Linked DNA regions of Mus musculus: all the other regions are linked to region 7. The links are chromatin contacts, called in public Hi-C and HiChIP or PLAC-seq maps. All regions are on one chromosome and are shown on one strand. The core of a region is the stretch at or near the end of the contact, and the rest is flanking DNA. Distances in the headings are between cores, read along the strand shown.

Evidence for each region. Hi-C and Micro-C count contacts between places; a contact is called where the count stands out from the background. HiChIP or PLAC-seq counts read pairs in DNA pulled down with a chosen protein or histone mark.
Region 1: a contact with region 7 is called in a Hi-C map of CD8 T cells, with 6 times the contacts expected there. The contact joins the promoter of Tmem147 here to the promoter of Zfp84 in region 7. A contact is called at or near these places in 1 of 39 promoter capture datasets (cranial neural crest), 3 of 484 Hi-C or Micro-C datasets (CD4 T cells, CD8 T cells and regulatory T cells), 1 of 115 datasets of contacts at active chromatin or transcription factors (microglia) and 1 of 9 other capture datasets (liver).
Region 2: a FOXA1 HiChIP or PLAC-seq map of pancreatic cancer cells shows a contact between it and region 7. The contact joins the promoter of Hnrnpl here to the promoter of Zfp84 in region 7. A contact is called at or near these places in 2 of 39 promoter capture datasets (cranial neural crest and liver) and 2 of 115 datasets of contacts at active chromatin or transcription factors (bone marrow-derived macrophages and pancreatic cancer cells).
Region 3: a Hi-C map of uterus shows a contact between it and region 7, with 3 times the contacts expected there. The contact joins the promoter of Kmt2b here to the promoter of Zfp84 in region 7. A contact is called at or near these places in 1 of 39 promoter capture datasets (neutrophils) and 1 of 484 Hi-C or Micro-C datasets (uterus).
Region 4: an HNF4G HiChIP or PLAC-seq map of pancreatic cancer cells shows a contact between it and region 7. The contact joins the promoter of Fam98c here to the promoter of Zfp84 in region 7. A contact is called at or near these places in 1 of 39 promoter capture datasets (erythroid cells), 1 of 484 Hi-C or Micro-C datasets (forebrain) and 1 of 115 datasets of contacts at active chromatin or transcription factors (pancreatic cancer cells).
Region 5: an H3K4me3 HiChIP or PLAC-seq map of embryonic stem cells shows a contact between it and region 7, with 3 times the contacts expected there. The contact joins the promoter of Catsperg1 here to the promoter of Zfp84 in region 7. A contact is called at or near these places in 3 of 115 datasets of contacts at active chromatin or transcription factors (embryonic stem cells, large pre-B cells and stem cell-derived neural progenitor cells).
Region 6: a Hi-C map of muscle stem cells shows a contact between it and region 7, with 3 times the contacts expected there. The contact joins the promoter of Alkbh6 here to the promoter of Zfp84 in region 7. A contact is called at or near these places in 2 of 39 promoter capture datasets (liver and pre-B cells) and 1 of 484 Hi-C or Micro-C datasets (muscle stem cells).

Annotation. Positions count from the first base shown.
Region 1 is chr7:30,728,188-30,730,887 of GRCm38.p6, reverse strand. Tmem147 (transmembrane protein 147) reads left to right here and starts at 1,354. Exons shown (of 7, transcript NM_027215.2): 1 at 1,354-1,544; 2 at 1,617-1,686; 3 at 2,172-2,231; 4 at 2,320-2,456; 5 at 2,599-2,683. The coding sequence starts at 1,468. Gapdhs (glyceraldehyde-3-phosphate dehydrogenase, spermatogenic) reads left to right here. Exons shown (of 11, transcript NM_008085.2): 10 at 456-553; 11 at 929-1,109. The coding sequence ends at 1,001.
Region 2 is chr7:28,809,480-28,812,179 of GRCm38.p6, reverse strand. It overlaps Hnrnpl (heterogeneous nuclear ribonucleoprotein L), which reads right to left and starts at 1,290. Exons shown (of 13, transcript NM_177301.5): 1 at 1,012-1,290. The coding sequence starts at 1,269.
Region 3 is chr7:30,587,402-30,590,101 of GRCm38.p6, reverse strand. Kmt2b (lysine (K)-specific methyltransferase 2B) reads left to right here and starts at 1,376. Exons shown (of 37, transcript NM_029274.2): 1 at 1,376-1,747. The coding sequence starts at 1,385. Zbtb32 (zinc finger and BTB domain containing 32) reads left to right here. Exons shown (of 6, transcript NM_021397.2): 6 at 1-421. The coding sequence ends at 172. Gm32082 (a long non-coding RNA gene) reads right to left here and starts at 1,323. Exons shown (of 3, transcript XR_003946734.1): 1 at 783-1,323; 2 at 497-583. It overlaps Mir3569 (microRNA 3569), which reads right to left and starts at 722; the gene lies at 665-722.
Region 4 is chr7:29,154,788-29,157,487 of GRCm38.p6, reverse strand. Fam98c (family with sequence similarity 98, member C) reads left to right here and starts at 1,278. Exons shown (of 8, transcript NM_001146023.1): 1 at 1,278-1,358; 2 at 1,458-1,603; 3 at 1,679-1,813; 4 at 2,131-2,336. The coding sequence starts at 1,318.
Region 5 is chr7:29,209,617-29,212,316 of GRCm38.p6, reverse strand. It overlaps Catsperg1 (cation channel sperm associated auxiliary subunit gamma 1), which reads left to right and starts at 1,392. Exons shown (of 28, transcript NM_001368407.1): 1 at 1,392-1,675; 2 at 1,784-1,837. The coding sequence starts at 1,403.
Region 6 is chr7:30,307,320-30,310,019 of GRCm38.p6, reverse strand. It overlaps Alkbh6 (alkB homolog 6), which reads right to left and starts at 1,267. Exons shown (of 7, transcript NM_198027.3): 1 at 1,186-1,267; 2 at 461-539; 3 at 1-34. The coding sequence starts at 514. Clip3 (CAP-GLY domain containing linker protein 3) reads right to left here. Exons shown (of 14, transcript NM_001360763.1): 14 at 1,653-2,700.
Region 7 is chr7:29,767,275-29,769,974 of GRCm38.p6, reverse strand. Zfp84 (zinc finger protein 84) reads right to left here and starts at 1,423. Exons shown (of 5, transcript NM_023750.2): 1 at 1,280-1,423. Gm38983 (a long non-coding RNA gene) reads left to right here and starts at 1,722. Exons shown (of 2, transcript XR_881933.3): 1 at 1,722-2,700.

The sequences.
Region 1 (2,700 bases), core at 105-2,604, 960 kb before region 7:
CCCCGTGTGGGTACATGCAGATGCACGGGGCACATGTACCGGTACACCAGGTACAGGTGATAAACATGTCTTCCTCCATTGCACTCCACTTGTTACCGAGGCAAGATGTAAGGTAGCTTGACAACTAACTAATCTAGCTAGTCATCTTGTTCCAAGGAGCCTCAGTCTGGAGCTGGACTGCTGGGCCTATAAGTGTCCATCAACCGCCCAGCCTCTATATGGATTCTGCGGATCCAAACACAGAAAGCTCACGCTTATGTGACAAGCACTTTTATCCACTGAGCTCCCCTGCTGTGTCCCTGAGACAAAGGTTCCACCTGCCTTGATCACATTCTGTCACCAACACAAAAGGTCTCTGTCCAGTATACCAGATGAGTGACTGACAATGTGGTTTGAGAGTCTGGGTTCCTGGAGATCTTTGCTCGACTACATTTATCTTTGAAATTGTCACGCAGGTGGTCTCCACGGACTTTAACGGCAATCCCCATTCTTCCATCTTTGATGCTAAGGCTGGAATTGCCCTCAATGACAACTTCGTGAAGCTTGTTGCCTGGTAAAGGGGAAAGATGCCAGAGGATAGTGGGGGAGGCTGACAAGAGGGCGAGCGCGCGAGTGCGTACACGTACACACACACACACACACACACACACACACACACACACACACACACACGCCTGGTAAAGGGGAAAGATGCCAGAGGATAGTGGGGGAGGCTGACAAGAGGGCGAGCGCGCGAGTGCGTACACGTACACACACACACACACACACACACACACACACACACACACACACACACACACACACGCCTGGTAAAGGGGATAGATGCCAGAGGATAGTGGGGGAGGCTGACAAGAGGGCGAGCGCGCGAGTGCGTACACGTATACACACACACACACACACACTGACGCCTCCTTCCTCGCCTCCTCAGGTACGACAACGAATATGGCTACAGTAACCGAGTGGTCGACCTCCTCCGCTACATGTTTAGCCGAGAGAAGTAACACAAAAGGCCCCTCCTTGCTCCCCTGCGCACCTCGCGTTCCTGACTTCGGCTTCCACTCAAAGGCGCCGCCACCGGGTCAACAATGAAATAAAAACGAGAATGCGCACAGCTTTGCCCTCTTGTCTCTGCGCCGATCACCTTGCGTTCAGGGCGGGGTTCAAAGTTCTCGGATGAGCGAGAAGAGGTGGCGCTTGGCTCCGAGCCGAGTGGGAGAGGGAAAGCGCTGTCTGAACACAAGGTCTTCAACGGTGTAAGCAAGGCTCTGGAAGTCCCTGCAACACAGCCGGAGCTGGGCGCTCTGACGTCACTGCACGCGACGTACCAGGCCGGACTACAGTTCCCATAAGGCCGCGCGCGGGCCACGGCAAAGCAGGTGGGCGCCAGGCCCCGGTGCCGGCGAGGCCGACTAGAGGAGACGCTGCGCCTGGCGAGTCCCGCATTTGCGGGACCGGGCGGCTGGCGTCATGACCCTGTTCCACTTCGGGAACTGCTTCGCCCTCGCCTACTTTCCCTATTTCATCACGTACAAATGCAGCGGCCTGTGAGTGCAGGGCGGGCGCGGGGTGGAGAGGGTGCGGGACCCGGGCCGACCCCTCACCGCCGGCTTCTTCAGGTCTGAATACAACGCCTTCTGGAAATGCGTCCAGGCCGGGGTCACCTACCTCTTTGTGCAGCTATGCAAGGTGAGGGACTCCCGGACTCCACGTGTCTGGCCTCCAGGCATTCCAGATCTCAGGGGCCTGACTCTGCAGCTGTCACCTTCCATAGGACCACCCTCGAGACAACGCTTAGGGACTATGCCCGAATACCTTAGAAGGGATGCAAGGCCAGAAAGGCCCTGATGCAACTTTTTCTTACAACTGTTGTAAAATGAGAAAACCTCTTAGTGCGATATTTCACCCACAGGGTGTCGCAGGGTGCTGCCTAGGCATTTTTAGACATCAGATTCCCCCGTGAACTTCTAGACTTTTAGAAACCAGGCCACTTGCCCTCTATCTCCCAAGATCACGTGATCTTGCCACTTACACCTAGAATGACCCCTAGAACCCAGCGTCATATCCTCTACTTGCACACTTACTTTCCACAGTATCCACATAGTTTTTTGTTTGTTTGTTTCGGTTTTTAATCTCCCTCACCTTCCAGTGACCTTTCTACTTTCTGATCTCAGATGTTGTTCTTGGCCACTTTCTTCCCCACCTGGGAAGGTGGCATCTATGACTTCATTGGGGTAAGTTGAACAAGGGAAGGGCAAGGAAGAGTGCAGGAGTCGGTTCACCTGGTCCCCGTGTTTACTCGAGCCTCTACCTGACCCACAGGAATTCATGAAGGCCAGTGTGGATGTGGCAGACCTGATAGGCCTAAACCTTGTCATGTCTCGGAATGCAGGCAAGGGGGAGTACAAGATTATGGTTGCTGCCCTGGGCTGGGCCACTGCTGAACTCATTATGTCCCGGTGTGTGGAGCAAACTGGAGCCCAGACTTCCGGGAATGGACAGCTGGGTCCCACAGGGGTGCTGAGGGGAGGTGATCAGAGGCTGGGTGCTGGGGGTGGGGGAGTCTGGGTACTAGAGACTGCCTCCTTTTGCCTTCCTCAGATGCATCCCCCTCTGGGTGGGAGCCCGAGGCATTGAATTTGACTGGAAATATATCCAGATGAGCATTGACTCCAACATCAGTCTGGTATGCAGTCTAGCCCT
Region 2 (2,700 bases), core at 41-2,540, 960 kb after region 7:
GCAGTTAACTTACCAGACTCAACTAAAATGTCTTCCAAATCCTTGAGAAACCTAACACTGTAACAACAGGGAGAAGCTGATAAATGCATGAGCAGCAGCCTCATCAAGAGGGCACTGTTTGTTTGGCTTTTTGATAAGTCTCACAGCCTTGTCTGTCCTGGAATTAACTATGCATAAGAGGCTGGCCTCAAACCAAAGAGATTAAAGGCCTGTGACTCCGTGCCCACCGGAAGGACTTTAATAATAAACTTTTAAAAGGAATGCAAACTGCATCCTAACCCAGACACCATAATTGTGACCTTCAGAAGACTAAATAGGCTGAAAGACTCTATGCATAGCCACAGGACCATAATACAGTTTAGTTTATAAATGCCCCAATCCTGGAGCCCTAAGCAAATCGAGTGATAATTTCTAAGCTTGGCTCAATTCCCAAAGTTAAATCTGCCTTTCACAAATCGTCTTCCGTTTTTCAATGCACACAGTAAAAGAAGTTAAACAGTTTAATCTGGGCATTATAATTTTATAATTTCATCAAGTGAACTTCTATATGGAAACGACCATGATTAAAACTGCGACGGGGCGACTCGGTCAGGCCACCGCCCACCCGCTTCCCGCTCGCTGGCTGTGGTTGTAGAAACGCGCTTGCGCATAGGGACACGGAAAGAAGAGGAAAAAAAAAAAGATAAAGAAGTGAGGAGAAAAAAAAAAAACGGCCCGACCGCGTGCCTAGGCCCCCCACATGCCGGCCCGCGGCGCCTGCGCAGTGCGGTGCCTGCAGAGCCAGCCGCTTCCTCCGCCCCCTCAAGCCCCGCTTCGGATTGTGCGCACGCGCAAGCGCCTGTCCTCGCGCAAACCCCGCCGTTTGCCCAACGCCTGCCCCTCCCCCACCCACCAAAAAAGCGCGAGGGCTGCAGCGCCTGCGCAGAGATTTTTCCCCCCTGTGAAAAATAAATAGCTTTTTAAAGTACGAAATTTCCCCTTCCTTCCGGGAGTCTAAAGCCCCAGCCTCACCCCGCCGCCGCCGCCCGCCGCCCCGGAGCCTCCGCCGCCGCCGCCTCCGTGCTGGTCGCCGGCGTTTTCAGTCTTCAGCCGTTTAGGGGCTCGGCCTCCCTCGTTGCCGCCGCCGTAATAGCGACCACCGCCACCTCCGCCGCCCGCAGCCGCCATCTTCACCATCGCTCCCGCCCGCCTCAGCTGCTCGTCCGGCTGCTGCCTCTGCTCGAGCCGCCGACGCCGCTTCTCCGCCCGGGGCAGCAGCCTCCGCGACATGGCGGCGCAGAACCCGCCTCCCCCCGCCTCTCATTGGGGGAGGGACACGCCCGTCACTCGCCGCCCCCACCCGATAGGGGGAGCCACTGGCCCTATCTTGGGGGGAGGGGAAGTTTCCTCACGGTTCATTTCTATTGGATAGGACGCATGCCGTTCTATTGGAAAGACCGCCTCTGTTCGCCAATCGCACTCCTTATAGGTGAACGCTTCTTGCCAGTCATTCCGCCAGGCCCCACCTCCTTAAAATAAACTCTGATTTAATAGGCCAGATTTTTGGGATCGCTCCGCCTTCCCACAAACAGTAAATGGAAGTGGGCCTCCGAAGCTCCGCCTCCTTCCCGCTCTCATTGGTTTCCTAGCTAATCGGTCACTCTGAAATCCTTGCGTTTCCCAGTCACAACGACCATCTTCCCGCGCCACTCCGCTGGGATACAAGAAAGGCCTTCCCTTCTGTGTTCCTACAATTGTTCCCCCAGGTGCCCGTCTCGTACGTCAACACTCGATTGGTCAATGAAGAGTGGAAAGAATGCCCTATTGCCAGATGGTATAGGACGACTGATAGCTTCTGATTGGTGAAAAAGGAGAGCCCGTAGGCTCTCTGTGGCGCAATCTAGGAACCGGTCCCGAGAGAGCGCATGCGCTCCTGTACTTTTGGGGGGGGGGGGGGGCTTCAATAGAAGAGGTGACTTTAAGGGATACAACTACTCGAGTACCCGAACGGTCTTTCGCGCGTCTGTTGTTTGCAAGCTCCGGAAGTCTAGAGCAAGACAACAATTTGCAGCAGCTATAACCCATTAGAACGTTTACTTCACCTCTACCCTATCCTAAGCTGGAGGTTATTATTTTTAAAAGAACCTTCAAATCTGAGCACTTCTCACTAATAAAACACTCATTGATTGCCATGTGACTTTGGACCCTGGCAGGCACCGTCATTTCACTCTAAATTCAGTCATGGTGGTAGATCTTTATAGTTCAACTCGGTTCGCACTTGGCAACTGAGCACCCTGCGTCCTCCAGAGTGCTCTGTGGCTTAGACTCGCTACTTGGAGACTGCTCTGAAGCGATTGTCTCCTCCCAGGGTCCTGCGAAGCCCGAGAGCTGCAACGCCGACAAGTGCCCGCCGGGGAGCAAGCAGACAGGGAACGTACTGACGGAGGATCCGGATCCCGACCACAGACCCGTCCAGAGGCTTTATGGGGAAACTAGGGAGTCAAGAAGACTCTGGGATGTAGCTCAGCAATGGAACGCTTGCCTAGCACAGACAAGGCGCGTATCTACCCCCACCCCCACCACACGCACGCGCGCGCGCGCACACACACACACACACACACACACACGTCTTGAGACGGTGTAAGACTCACAGGCCGCTTCAAAACGTGCTGTGACACCTTTCCACCAGGTCATTCCCAAAGCGGATATCCGCTTGGTACT
Region 3 (2,700 bases), core at 127-2,626, 820 kb before region 7:
GTGCAGGGCTGGCTGCCCTAGCCTGGCCTCCATGCAGGCGCACATGCGTGGCCACTCGCCCAGCCGGCTGCCGCCTGGATGGACCATACGCTCCACCTTCCTCTACTCTTCCTCGAGGCCGACCCGGGCCTCCAGCTCTCCCGGTAGTCCTACCTCCTCTGCTGCCACCTGACCGGGTGTTGGTAGCTTCTCTGGCTTGACAAAGAGTCCAAAGAATGAAAGGCAGAAGGGCTCAGCTAGGGCGGCCTGGCAAATTTAACCACAGAAGAACTGCGAGACAGGAGCTACGAACCCTTCCGGGACAAGCGAGTTGCAGAAGCCTCGGCCTGGCGAGCCCGAGTTAAAGGACAATTAACTCGGTGAAGATTAACTGGGGACTGTCAATTTCATCACTATAATAAAGTTTCCTGTGCTCCAGTCAGGACGAGTCCAGACTTTTCCTCTGTGCTAGGGGGTTTCCACCCTTGCCCTGTAGCGGCCCCTGCTGGCCATTCACCATTCAATAAACAGAGGGTCACACTTCTCCTTCCGGGGGGCTTCGTATAATTCCCGAGGGCAGCACGCGGCAAAGGCGCTCCAGACCCTGCGGGAGAGGAAAGGTGGCTTTGAGGCGCCCCAAGACTCTGGTTCCTCCCACAGCAATCTACCGCGCGCGTAGTCTAGGGCTGGAGAGGAGCGCAGACTGAGGTCCGGATTTCGACCACCGGTCTGCTCTCCTCCGAGTAAGGGACGGAAGACTAGCCTCTCCAGCATCTCCCCTCCGCGCCGGGCAATGCGGCTACCGGGTTGCGCCTGGAAGTGAGACTAATCCAGCGCCGCCGCCCTCCCCTCAGCCAACGCCTAGCGCAATAGCTAACTTCGTCTACTGTGTGTCCGTCGGGTTCCCAGGGTCCGAAGCCAACGGTACCCTGGGAAGGACCCTGGGAATGGTAGTCCATGCAGGTCGCTAGTTCCGACTAGAACAATGGGAGGAGTCTGAGCCGGGAACCACACCTCCTGGAGACCAGGAACTGGTTCTCCTGGTCTCTGTCGCCAACCCGGTATTCCCAGTTCTCGCGCCCCAGCTGTCGGCGGAAGGAGCAAGGCGACTGGACTACATTCCCCAGAAGACCTTGCGCCTCCCGCTCTCAGGCCGCGACGCGGGGTCCGCTCTTCAGGTGCGGCTGGAGGGTGACGGCCGACCGGCCCAGGACTCCTGCTCCCGTGGTGCCCCGCGCGTGGCCAGCCCAGCCCCCGGCTCCTGCCCGCCCCACAGCGGCGCTGGTTGTTGTCGTGAGCCGCAGCCGCCCCGCTTTGCCCCTCCTCCCCTCCTCTCCCCTCCCCCCCGGCCCTGCGCACGGGCTGCCCCTCCCCCCGCCTCCCCGGCCCCTCTCACGGTGCCAAGATGGCGGCGGCGGCGGGCGGCGGCAGTTGCCCCGGGCCTGGCTCCGCACGGGGCCGCTTCCCGGGCCGGCCGCGGGGTTCCGGCGGGGGCGGGGGCCGCGGCGGCCGAGGCAACGGAGCCGAAAGAGTGCGGGTAGCCCTGCGGCGCGGTGGCGGCGCGGCGGGGCCGGGAGGAGCCGAGCCCGGGGAGGACACGGCCCTGCTCCGTTTGCTGGGTCTTCGCCGGGGCCTGCGCCGGCTCCGCCGCCTGTGGGCTGGTGCGCGAGTTCAGCGAGGCCGAGGCCGCGGCCGGGGACGGGGCTGGGGCCCGAACCGAGGCTGCATGCCGGAGGAAGAGAGCAGTGACGGGGAATCCGAGGAGGAGGTGAGGCGGTCGGAGGTGTCTCTAGCGCCGGGTAGGGCGGAGGCCAGGGGCTTGCAGGGCTCCGGATAGCTCCGAAGGGTGTTGTGGACAAGTGGGATTCTCGGGGCTCCTGGAAAGAAGCACGAAGGAAGCAGGCTGCGTGGAGCGTTTGGGTAGCTAGGGCCTTTGAAAGTGATCAGAGAAACCCTGACTGCAGCTAGACGCCTGGAGCCCAATTGGTGTCCTGAGCTGATCTTTCGCGGTAGCAATGGCAGAGCAGGACAGGAGTGGGTGAAGAGGCCATAGGGATTGCATGCCGGACCAGCGGTGGTTGACAGCAGCAGCGTGGCCTTAATTGACCAAGGCTAGAGAGCCTCCTGGGCTCTTACTTGCAGGCTGCCTCCTTGGCCCTTAAAATCCGCGACATATCCCTGCCCTGGTTCCACCAGGGCCCCAGTTGCTCTCTGGTTCTAAGGTAGAGTGGTGGAGGCTTCTTAGGCGCGGGTTGAAGAGGGATAGAATGAATGCTGAGTCTTGAATCTGGAGTGAGTGCAGTCATGGTTTATCCCTCTCAGCCTTTTGGAGAAGGCAGGAGGGTGTGGATTCTATTGCTTAGGAGAGCTAGCTGTCCTCTGAGGGCTCAGAGTGGATTCTAATATGATAAACCATCTGCTCCACCTCTCATCTCCCCCAAACACTCCCCATTTTTAAGAATGCCCTGCAAGGGTGTAAATGGAGGACCTACTTTGTTTTAAGTTGGAATTAGCCCTCATTGTAATGCCTATTGCTTAACTCGAGGAGACCCTCTAGTGTTTTCTTCTGGGCTAGTGAATTACTGATGGCTGTGCTGGAATGGTCTGGTTCAAGAACGCCTTGTACCTTTATTCCTTCTGACCTTGCCTCAGTCTTTTAAGTTCTTTGGTAAATGAGGAGGAGTATGTTAAGGTGGACGATAACTATCATATCTGCAACAC
Region 4 (2,700 bases), core at 29-2,528, 610 kb after region 7:
CTTAACATATGGACCATAATCCTCACACTTTTAAGAATGAGTGCTTGAGGGGGCTGTCGAGATGGCTCAGTGGGTAAGAGCACCAACTGCTCTTCTGAAGGTCCTCAGTTCAAATCCCAGCAACCACATGGTGGCTCACAACCATCCGTAATGAGATCTGATGCCCTCTTCTGGTACGTCTGAAGACAGCTACAGTGTACTTACATATAACAATAAATAAATCTTAAAAAAAAAAAAAAATGAGTGCTTGAAACATTGGGTGTGACACAAACCTATAGTCCCAGATCTTGGGGGGCTAAGATAGGAGGGTCTTAGTGAGGCCAGATTCCATTTAATATATTAATGGCTGGAGAGATGGCTCAGTGGTTAGGAGCACTTGTTCTAGCAGAAGACTTGGGTTTGGTTCCCAGCACCCACACAAGACTTCACGACCACCTGGAAGTCCTGGAAGTCCAGTTGCAGGAGATTGTAAGCCTTCTGACTTCTGTGGGCACAAGGTACGCGCACACACATGCACACGCACACACACACACACACACACACACACACACATACACACACACGACATTCAGGCACATAAAACATATACTTTATTGCCCTTGGATCCCAATCGCATAGATGGAAAAAACCAGTTTGGCAGAAACATTAGCTGGCAAATGGAGTCAACCCCAGTCCCATCGGCTTGCCTCCCCCTTAGGATGGAGTTTCTCAATGGCATCTGCTTTTTCTTTCGAAGGCCTACAGAGGCAGAGAGTCTGGCTAACACTGGACCCACTGTGAGGTGGAAGGAGGGTCTGGCTGAGGTGGGAGAGTGGATGTGAAGACGTGCTGAAAATCTAATCCTAAAGTGGAAGAAAAACAAGTCGGATGGGACTTTCGGTCTGGGGTGCACTAAGAACAAAGGGCAGCTGGGCGTGTCACACGCCTGTCAACCAGCAAACAGAAGGAGGAAGCAGGACTAAGAAGCCAGCCTGAGCTACATAAATGTATAAATCGAGACCCTGCCTCCAAAAGTATAAAAGTTAAATAAGTTGCTTTTTGCTTTTTTTTTTTTTTTTTTTTCTTGAGAGTCGGACAGTAGGGACACCCGAGCCTCCTGCGACCTCGTAGATCCAAACCTCAAGCTATAAAATTTACACTGGACAAGTTACCTGAAGGGTGCGCGTGGCGCGCGACCAAGCCAATAGGAGCGTGGAAGCGCCTTCGCACGAGAATATGGTTGGATAGCAGCGGGAGAGAGGAGGCGGAGGGAAGAGGGGGCGGAGCCTTTCCCTGGCGGAAGGGGGCGCGCGCACCGGGTCCGCAGACGGAGTTGCCATGGATGGGGCCATGGTAGCGGGTGACCTTCTGACACTGGGGTAAAAGATTCGGTGGTGTGGCCTGGGGGTACGGGAAGGGCGCACTCGCCTGGGGACGCGGACGCAGAGGGACTCGCACTGACGCGTGCCCCGCCGCAGGTACGATGCCCTCCCGGAGGGGGCGTCTCGGGGTCCCGCGTGTGCAGACTTCAGGGCGCTGTGCGCGCGGCTGGCGGCCGAGCTGACGGCTCTGGGAGCTCTGGAGCGGCGAGAGGAGGGCACCGCAGTGCTGGGCGCCGGCCACGGTGCGTGAGAAGCTGGGTGGACGGCGGGTAGAGCCGCGGAACCCGCTGCTTCCTGATGGCTTCTTCCTCCCGCAGGCCCGGACACAGAGGAAGAGTTCCTGCGGCAGTTGGCCGGCTGGCTGCGGGCGTTGCACTGCCCGGATCGCGCGCTCTGCGGCGGAGACTGCGCCACCGTGCTGCGGGAGCCCGGCGGCGGCCTGCGTCTGCTGCGTGAGCGAGCTTGGAAGGCCCAGGGTGGTGGCGGTGGGCGGGGCCTCTGAATGGGGCGGGCTCTGACGCTCAGACTGGACTCCCGTGGGTGTGGCCAAAGCTTTGCGGCGAGCTTGAAGGCCGCAGGTAGATAGGCTAGGGTTAATTAAGGCTTGGCTTGAATTCTGACAGAGGCCTCTGAAAACTTTAATGCGTTGAGTTAAACGCCAGTTGGGTGGTTCTGAAGTGGACCCACATCCCCCATTGTCGGTGGGTGAGGCTTACTCTGGGGGAAGGGCCAAGGTTCTGGTTGGGTAGGGATCTACTCCTCTTTTTAGGGTTTCTTTGCTCTGAGCTCCAGGCTGCCCGCCTCTTGCATCTAAGGCTCCAGCGGGATTCTAGCCCTGTGCCATCCTTTGGAGAAGGGACAAAGAAGGCGAATGGCGTTGTTCAGGAACTGACGCTAACTCTTCAAGCCCTGGGGCTCCCCAGACCCCTGCGTGGAACCCTGGCTAGCCAGCTACTTCGGGAGTTTCATGACAAGGTAGAGAGAGTCTCCTCCTGAGGTACCTTACTTGTGGAAAGGAGCCTGTTTTCAAAACCAGCTCTAAAAAGGATGACCCATCGACAGTGGCCATTCGTTCTAATTTGCTTTTTGCTGTGATAAAACACTGACCAAAGCCAGCTTAGGGGAGGAAACCGTTTGTTTCCCTTCACAAGTTACAGCCCACCGTTGAAGGAAACTGAGGCAGGAACCCAAGCCTCAAGCCAGCCATGGAGGACAACCGTTTACTAGCACATGCCTCCCGGCTTGTTCAGCTACCTCTTATACAGCCCAGGCCCAGAGTGGGCTGGGCACGCCTATATCCAATAGCAATTGTCAAGTTGGCAAAAGTCGTTAACACTTC
Region 5 (2,700 bases), core at 143-2,642, 560 kb after region 7:
CCAAGAGAGGAGACAGAGCAAGGATTGGAACTACTGCAACACTTGGGGCCTGAACCAGTACCAGGGGCGTGGCCAAGAGAGGAGACTGAGCGAGGATTTGAACTACTGCAACACTCGGTGCCTGAATCAGGACCAGGGGCGTAGCCAAGAGAGGAGACTGAGCAAGGATTCGAACTACTGCAACACGTGGGGCCTGAACCAGGACCAGGGACATGGCCAAGAGAAGAAACAGACCGAGGATTTGAACTACTGCAACACTCGGGACCTGAGTCAGGGCCAGGGGCGTGGTCAAGAGAGGAGACGAAGCGAGGATCCGAACCACCGCGACACTCGGGGTCTGAGCCAGGACCAGGGGCGTGGCCAAGAGAGGAGACAGAGTGAGGATTTGAACTACTGCAACACTCAGGGCCTGAACCAGGACCGGGGGCGTGGCCAAGAGAGAAGACAGAGTGAGCATTTGAACTACTGCAACACTTGGAGCCTGAACCAGGACCAGGGTCGTGGCCAAGAGAGAAGGCAGAGTGAAGATCCGCTCTACCGCGACACTCCAGACCGGAGCCAGGACCAGGGGCGTGGCCAGAAGAGAAAGCAGAGCCAGGATCTGATTTCCAGAACGACTCAGACCTTGAGCCAAGGCAAAGAGCCTAGCGAGTTCGGAGGTGTGGGCGAGGATTCACGAAAGGACAAGAAGACTCTAAGCCGGTTCCTGAGCAGGGCAGGAGCGAAAAGAAAGGGGCGTGGCGAAGAGCAGTGTGTGGGCGGGGAACCTTTTGAGGGCGGAGCCAAGTCCCCTGAGGGGCACAGTGGTAAGGAAAACAGGAAGTGCTCTGGCAAGGCAAGAAAAAAAAAGAGGGACTTGGCGAAGAGTAGGTTAGGAGTTCCAAGAACGGGAACAGAAAAGAGCAAAGCCAGGGCAAAGAGAGAGAGAGTAACTAGGAAGCAGGGTGAAAAGAGCCGCAGGGGTAGGGACAGTAGTAAGAGCAGGGGCGGGGCGAGGAGTATTAGTAGGGGAGGGGCGAGGAGTATTAGTAGGGGAGGGGCGAGGAGTATTAGTAGGGGAGGGGCCGGGAGAAAGAGCAGGGGCGGGGCAAGGAGTGTTAGTAGGGGAGGGGCCGAGAGTAGGAGCAGGGGCGGGGCGAGGAGTATTAGTAGGGGAGGGGCCGAGAGTAGGAGCAGGGGCGGGGCGAGGAGTATTAGTAGGGGAGGAGCTGGGAGTAAGGGCGTGGCAAGGCCTAAGAGCAGGGCCCGGGCAGAGAGTAAGGGGCCCCAAAGCCTGATCAAAGGTGGAGCTAGGAAGAAGAGTGGGAAAAGGGGCAGGAACTGAGCGGTTTCCTAGAGATCAGCCTCAGCTAGCCAACTTGCAAGTGGGTGTTAATCCCCACGTTCTCCAGGTTCTAGCTACATGGTGTCCCGGCCAGCCATGTCCCCGGTCAGCCCTGTGTGGCCGAGAAAACCAAACCTTTGGGCATTCTGGGTACTGCGGCTAGTGCTATTGCTGTCGTTGAAGTCGTGGGCGGAAGATACCTTACAGCATTGCACCTGGCTTCTTGTCCTGAACAAGTTCGAGAAGGTAGGCTTGCATCTCTCCAAGGATCGATTTCAAGATCATGAGCCCATCGATACAGTGGCCAAGGTGTTCCAAAAGTTGACAGACTCGCCAATCGATCCGTCAGAGGTGAGGGAAGTGAGATCAAGAGTATCAAAGAGATTTGGGGTCAGTAAATAGAGAGATCTCGAGTCAGTACACCAAGTGACTAGGTATTTCCTCCACCTTTCTTTACAGAACTATTTGAGCTTTCCTTACTACTTGCAAATCAACTTTTCCTGTCCGGGACAGGTAAGAGTTTACAGTATGAGTAGGCTGATTTCTGTAAGTCTCCAGTTTCCCATTTTCAGCAGTGTTTTTTCAATACAGTTTAATAGTAGTCTCCACCAACCCTGAAGGCATTAAAGATTCAGTCTCCCACTAGGTACAAGAACACAATAGGGACAAAAAGTGAGCACAGCACTCCCCCCCCCACGGGGCCCCATTTTAAAATTGAGATGTAGCTCTTATTTTGTTTAGGGGCCTAGGGACAGAATCCAAGGCTTTGTACATGCTACCACTGCTACCTGCTACCACCCTGTTCTCAGCCCCTAAAGGTGTCGTTCTAAAGTATACAGATCAGTACATTTTAGTGTATCTACAGAGTCAGGCAACCGTTTCAGCTCCATTCTGTCATTCCATGACAGAAAAACTGTGACCAAGGCAACTTATAAACCAAAAGTCCATGAGCAGCACAGTAGGGAACCCGGTGGGACCACCATGGCAGGTACTTCCATCCACAAGCAGGAGGCAGAGAAAGCGAACTAGGAATGGTGCAGACCTCAAGGCCTAACACCCCTGGTGACACATCTTCTCCATGAAGGCCATATGTAATCCTATTCAGTCAGACCCACAGCTAAGGACCAAGCATTCAAACATAGGAGCCTGGGGTGTTCAAACAGTACCTCACTTAAGCAATCACACTAACCTCATTATCTTTCTCCGGAACGTTCCTATTATCCTCCAATAAGAACCCTGTGTCTGGGCCGGGCGTGGTGGCGCACGCCTTTAATCCCAGCACTCGGGAGGCAGAGGCAGGCGGATTTCTGAGTTCGAGGCCAGCCTGGTCTACAAAGTGAGTGCCAGGACAGCCAGGGCTATACAGAGAAACCCTG
Region 6 (2,700 bases), core at 18-2,517, 540 kb before region 7:
TGAAGTCAGGGACATAGTAGATTAGAGGTGGCGCCTATAAAATTAAGAACTACCGTTGGGACAGTGGTTCTCAACCTGTGGGTCGCGACCCCCTGCTGACCATCACGAAGTACAGACCTTTACATTATGATTCATAAAATAGTTATGAAGTAGCAACAAAGATAATTTTATAGTGGAGGGGAGAATCACCACAACATGAGGAACTATATTAAAGGGTCCCAGCGCTAGCAAGGTTAAGAACAGCTTTGCCCAACACAGGGATCCTATCGTGACTGGGCAACCTTTCCCTTTGGAGAGAGACTTGGGATGGCCTATGAAACTGCATATTGGAAGTGGGGCAGCCGGCTATACTCTGAGGAGAGCTGGGGCAGTCCAACCAAGAGACCCAGGAATGAGTCTGTCACTCCACCCACCTCACACCCATCGTTCCCACATTCCTCTACACCCCAGCCTTTTCAACCTGTTCCACCCTGAAAGGTTCCAGTGCTGGGACCCTGGCGTCCTGCTCCTCCATGGATACCAACTCCTTGTGCGCCGTCCTGTGGGGAGGAGGAAGTCACTAAGCCTCCTATCTTCAAGCTGTGACCAGCCTTCCTTCCAGCCCATTAGGGGCCAGACCCTACCCTCAGACTTCCTATAAACTCCAATCTTCAACGCTGGAGTCTTCAGTTTCTCAAAGCCACCCGAAGATCACTCCCCGTCCCGCGACCCCCATTTCCCAGCCCGGATATCAGCAGTCAGTAAAATCCTCCATCGCTCTGTCCACCGTTGCCCACCAAAGTATACGTGAATCTTCTTCCCAAGCATCACAGAGAACGCGCCCACACATGAAGCCTCTCTCGAATGCAATCGTAAGCACAGGTCCCTCCGAGCCTAAAGACCCTCCCTCCTCTCACCTCGGCTCCTTCACATCTCCCATTCTGAGCTTTCTCAGACTTGTCCACTCCCAGCTTCCTCTTATCTCCCCACTCAGAACCCACTTCAGCACCCTCAGATCTGAGCCAGATTGCCAAAGTTTCTTCCCCTGTAGAACCTCTCAGACCCTGAGTGTCAGGATTCCACACTGAGCCCCCTAGAGCTCTCACCCTGAGTCGCCTTAGACCTCCACATTCAGTCCTTTGGACACTCACTCCTACCGCTCCCCCCGTCCCCAAGACTCCCCTCTCTCCCCAAAATAAATCTGACCGTCTACAGCGTCTTCTCGGATATCCAGACTCAACGCGCGCATCCTCGCACGCCCCCCCTGCCACTTCCGCCAAGCATTACTGACGCAGGAAGGTTTAGACCACTGGGCATACTCAGAGAACCTAAGGGCCCGCCCTCCAGCCTATCCACGCTCTCACTCAGCATCCGCCATCCTCGCTCAGGCATAGGTTGTGTCCTAAACTCAGGCGGGACTTCGCCTGGTTCCTACCAATCAGTACTCCAGAACCTAACAGACCTGCGTGTCCTTGTGGACTCAGTTGAGACCCACAGCGAGGGCGACTGCAGGAAAGGAGCGTGAAGGGCTTAGCCTTCTGCAGGTCAAGTTGTAAGTCCTATGTCACTGACACAGGGACAGGACATTAAACAAACAAACAAACCTTCTGCCATTCTTACCCAGCAAGGGCACAGGGTCAATGCAGTAACCCCCCAGTGACCTGACACAAGAAGGCCATAGAAACGTCTTTATTGAAGAGGACAGGAGTCATGCTGATTTTAGGGACATGCAGTGAAGGGGCAGTCGTGAGCTGTCCTTGGTGGTCAGGGCCCCAGGTCTGCTCTGGACCTATGGGGCCCTCAGGTTCTCCCGCAGGCTGTTGGTCTGGCCCAGGAGCTGTGAAGTCCTTTGGGGCCAATGACTCAGATTTAGTGTCTTGGACCTGTGACCGGAAGGTAGATTGAAGTAGGGACTCCATGACTTGGGGTCCTGTTAGAGCCCTGGGGCCCTGCACATATTAGTAATCAGAGATTTGGGACTTGGGGGTTCCCTTGAAGCTGGGGCCCATGGAATTTGGAGGTTGAGAGATTAGATGATCCATGGACTAAGAGTATTAGAGTCCTCTATCCTTGTTCCAAAGATGGGACTTCCTGTTTGGGGTCTCCTGGTGCCTGGGAGTCAGGTTTGAGATGCCCTGAGAGCCTGGCAACAGGGTCCTTCCTCCCAGTCCTTAGGACCTTGTAGTTGGGGTTTCCTGAGGGCTTGGGATTGGGGTCTTAAGTTTGGGATTCCCTGGGGATTTGAAGATTCTGTTACTTGGGTAGGGAAGTCCTGGGAATTAGAAATTTGGGGTCTTCTAGAGATCGTGGGGCTTGGAGGGATGGGAAATTTGGGGACATATATAATATATATTCTCTCTGGAATTTGAACTCCCCAGAGTTCTAGAATGGGGCCTCCAAATTTGGGGATTTCCCCCCAAAGGGGGGAAGTTATCACTTTAAAAAATAGAGAATTTTCTGGGAGCCTTGGCCAGCACAGGGACTGTGGGCCATGTGGGGTGGGCTTCATACAAGGCACTGGGGGTTTCTCAGGGTACAGAGGGCAGGAAGACTTGCTGTCCTGTAATTCATGCTTCCAGGACGGTTTTGGTGTTTGTAAATTGGGGTGAGTGGGCCGACTAAGTGGGTGTCTTGTTCAGGGGTGAGAACAGGGACTTAAGTGAATGGGGGGCATCTCTGATAAGGAGAGTAGAATATAAGGGCTTTCTGGTGACCTTGGGG
Region 7 (2,700 bases), core at 174-2,673:
ATGTCATGAAGAAAGGCGTTTCTGTGGATTCCTCCATACCAAGCCAAAAAAAAAAAAAGGAACTTGATCTCTCTGGAAACCGTAAACAAAAAAACAAAGTACATTTCAGGAACTTCAAATAATTTCTGCAGGAACTGGCCAGGTGCAGTATTAAAGTCCATTAGCCCACTTAAGCTGCTATAACAAAATACCAGAGACTAGCTTATAAATAACAAACTTATTTCTCTGTTGTGGTGGCACTGACAAATTAGGTGTCTAGTGAAAACCGATTTCCCCGGTCCCCAGATGGAGTCTCTGGACTGCACTCTCACCTAGAGAAGGCAGGTAGCTCCAGGGAGCCAGGGCACTACTCCCATTTAATTACCTTCAAAAAGCCCCCACCTTCTAAACCCACCACACCGAGGACTAGTTTTGTAACTATAAACTGGACAGGGTGAAGATGGGGTACAACGGAGACTCCGTGTGCTCACTATGTCTGCTTCTTGACAGAAAAGCCTAGAGCTGAGGAAGTTGTCTTTTTAGAACCTGAAGTGGATCACCCAGAATCATGAACTTCAAATTCTGACTTCTCTAGTGGTAGTCAACAGAGGCTAAGATTTTCTAAGAGTTCCCTAAACAAGGCTAAATGGCTACTCGGAGGGTGTGACACAAAAGTAGGAACCCACAGTAATTACGTTTTTTCAAATACAATTTCTATACACTCATCCGTTTCTGAGACAGGATTTCACTATGTGGGTCCCGGTAGCCTGGAACTCACTATGTTCCCACGGCTGTCCTCAAAGTCACTGACTTCCAGCTTCCGCAGCTCGAGTGCTGAAATTATAGATGTGGGTCACCATATCTAACTCCTAACTACAGTTAAAAGTCATGCTGATTGGTAAACTGATCTATCTTGAACACAGAAATCCTTACCGTCTCTACTATTTAGCTTTCTCCCCCCTCCCCCCAAATTTTCAAATAAACTTGACATAAATGGTGTCCCGCACCTCCCGCCCCCGACTTTGCGTTGCAAGACTAGAGGATCTGGTAACCACCTACTACCCACGTTCTGCTGACTTCGCGCACTCTCTCTCTCTCACCCTCCTGTACAATCCACATCCTCCAAAAACCTTTTCGCCCATGCAGTCACACTCCCGCCGCCTTAGTCCCTCTTTAAGCCTCTAGCGCCATCCCGGAAACCGGGTGGGTCCCCTAGAGCCGGCCTGCAGCCAGCGACCAACAAATACAGGCCTTAAGGACTGTATTTACACAAAGCACTTAAAACCAAGGGCAGACTCACTTCAAAAGTATAAACTGCGATCTCACGGCTTCGAACTCGGACGACCAGCGAATACCGACCAGGACAGTACCGGGTTAGGTCGGGTAGGGCACTGAGATGATCCGGAACAACCTCTTTCCAGCCACTTCCGCCATGTGGCTGAGCATTTATAGTGGACTACATTTCCCAGAAGGCGGTGCTACTTCTAGAGTCTGCAGGAGAGTTTCAGTGTGCGAGAGAGGAAGTAGAGATCTGTTGAAACTAGAGAACGGACGATTAGTTTTCTAAAGGGGGAATTTCCCAAGGATCCAAGGCTTGAAGTCTCTGAAACTTAAGCAGTTTCGGCTCTGTGGTGGGGGTGGATCTTTACTCCAGCTACAGAAGCGAGGCAAGAACCCGAGCAAGTGATCCAGCTCAGGACTACATTTCCCAGAAGACATCACAGACCGCGTTCTCGGTAAAGAACTCATCCTGCTATTGACAGTCGGATATATGAGGGCTCTTAAGAGCTTCTCCAGTGTGGTGTTCCAAGCTCCCTGAAGGAATGAGACAAGGCTGTTAGGACTGGGAACGACTGGATAGGGCAAAGATCGCCCTATCTTTACTGGAATATTTAGTCTACTTACCACTCGATAGCCACAAATTTAAATGTGCTGCATTAGCCTGGGTTGAGCATTGCATGTTTGTAATCCCAGCACTCAGGAGGCAGAAGCAGGAGAATCAAGAGTTTTAATGCCCGCCTCGGTTACATAACAAGTTTGAAGCCATGGTTACCTAACGACCTGTGTCCATAAAGGAAAATAAACAGAGAGATGGTTCAGTTCTTAAGAGCATCGTCTGTTCTGTTCCAAGCACTTATGTTGGGCCAATCATGAACATTTATGTTGGATCAAATTTTATGGAATTCCATATGTATGTATGTATATGTATATATATATATATATATATATATATTCTCACTCATATAATGAGAATTCAATGTCGATCATACTGGCTTCAAACTCTGGCCCATGTCTCTGCCTTCTGTTTGCTATGATTAAAAGTATGCATCACTGTGCCTCAAGTCTTGGTGGATTTTGTTATTGTTGGTTGATTTTGTTGTTGTGGAAGCAGAGTTTTATTAGGAAGACTGTCTCCGGGGGGAAGAGAGAGAGAGAGAGAGAGAGAGAGAGAGAGAGAGAGAGAGAGAGAGAGAGAGAGAGAGAGAGAGAGAGAGAGAAGAGAATATCTCGCTCACAAGATCTAGGTTTACCGGCAGCCTGAAACCCAGATTCCGCTTTTTGGATTTCTAGGTTCCTGGTCTTTCCGGGACCTCCTGGGACCCTTTCTAGACAGAATTCCCAGAGGAATTCTCCGTGAATCGGCTTAGAGCAGATGTTGTGGCAGGGGTTACACGAAGGAGGATTTGGTGCCCTGGCTTGTTTTTCCCACAAGGCACTGCG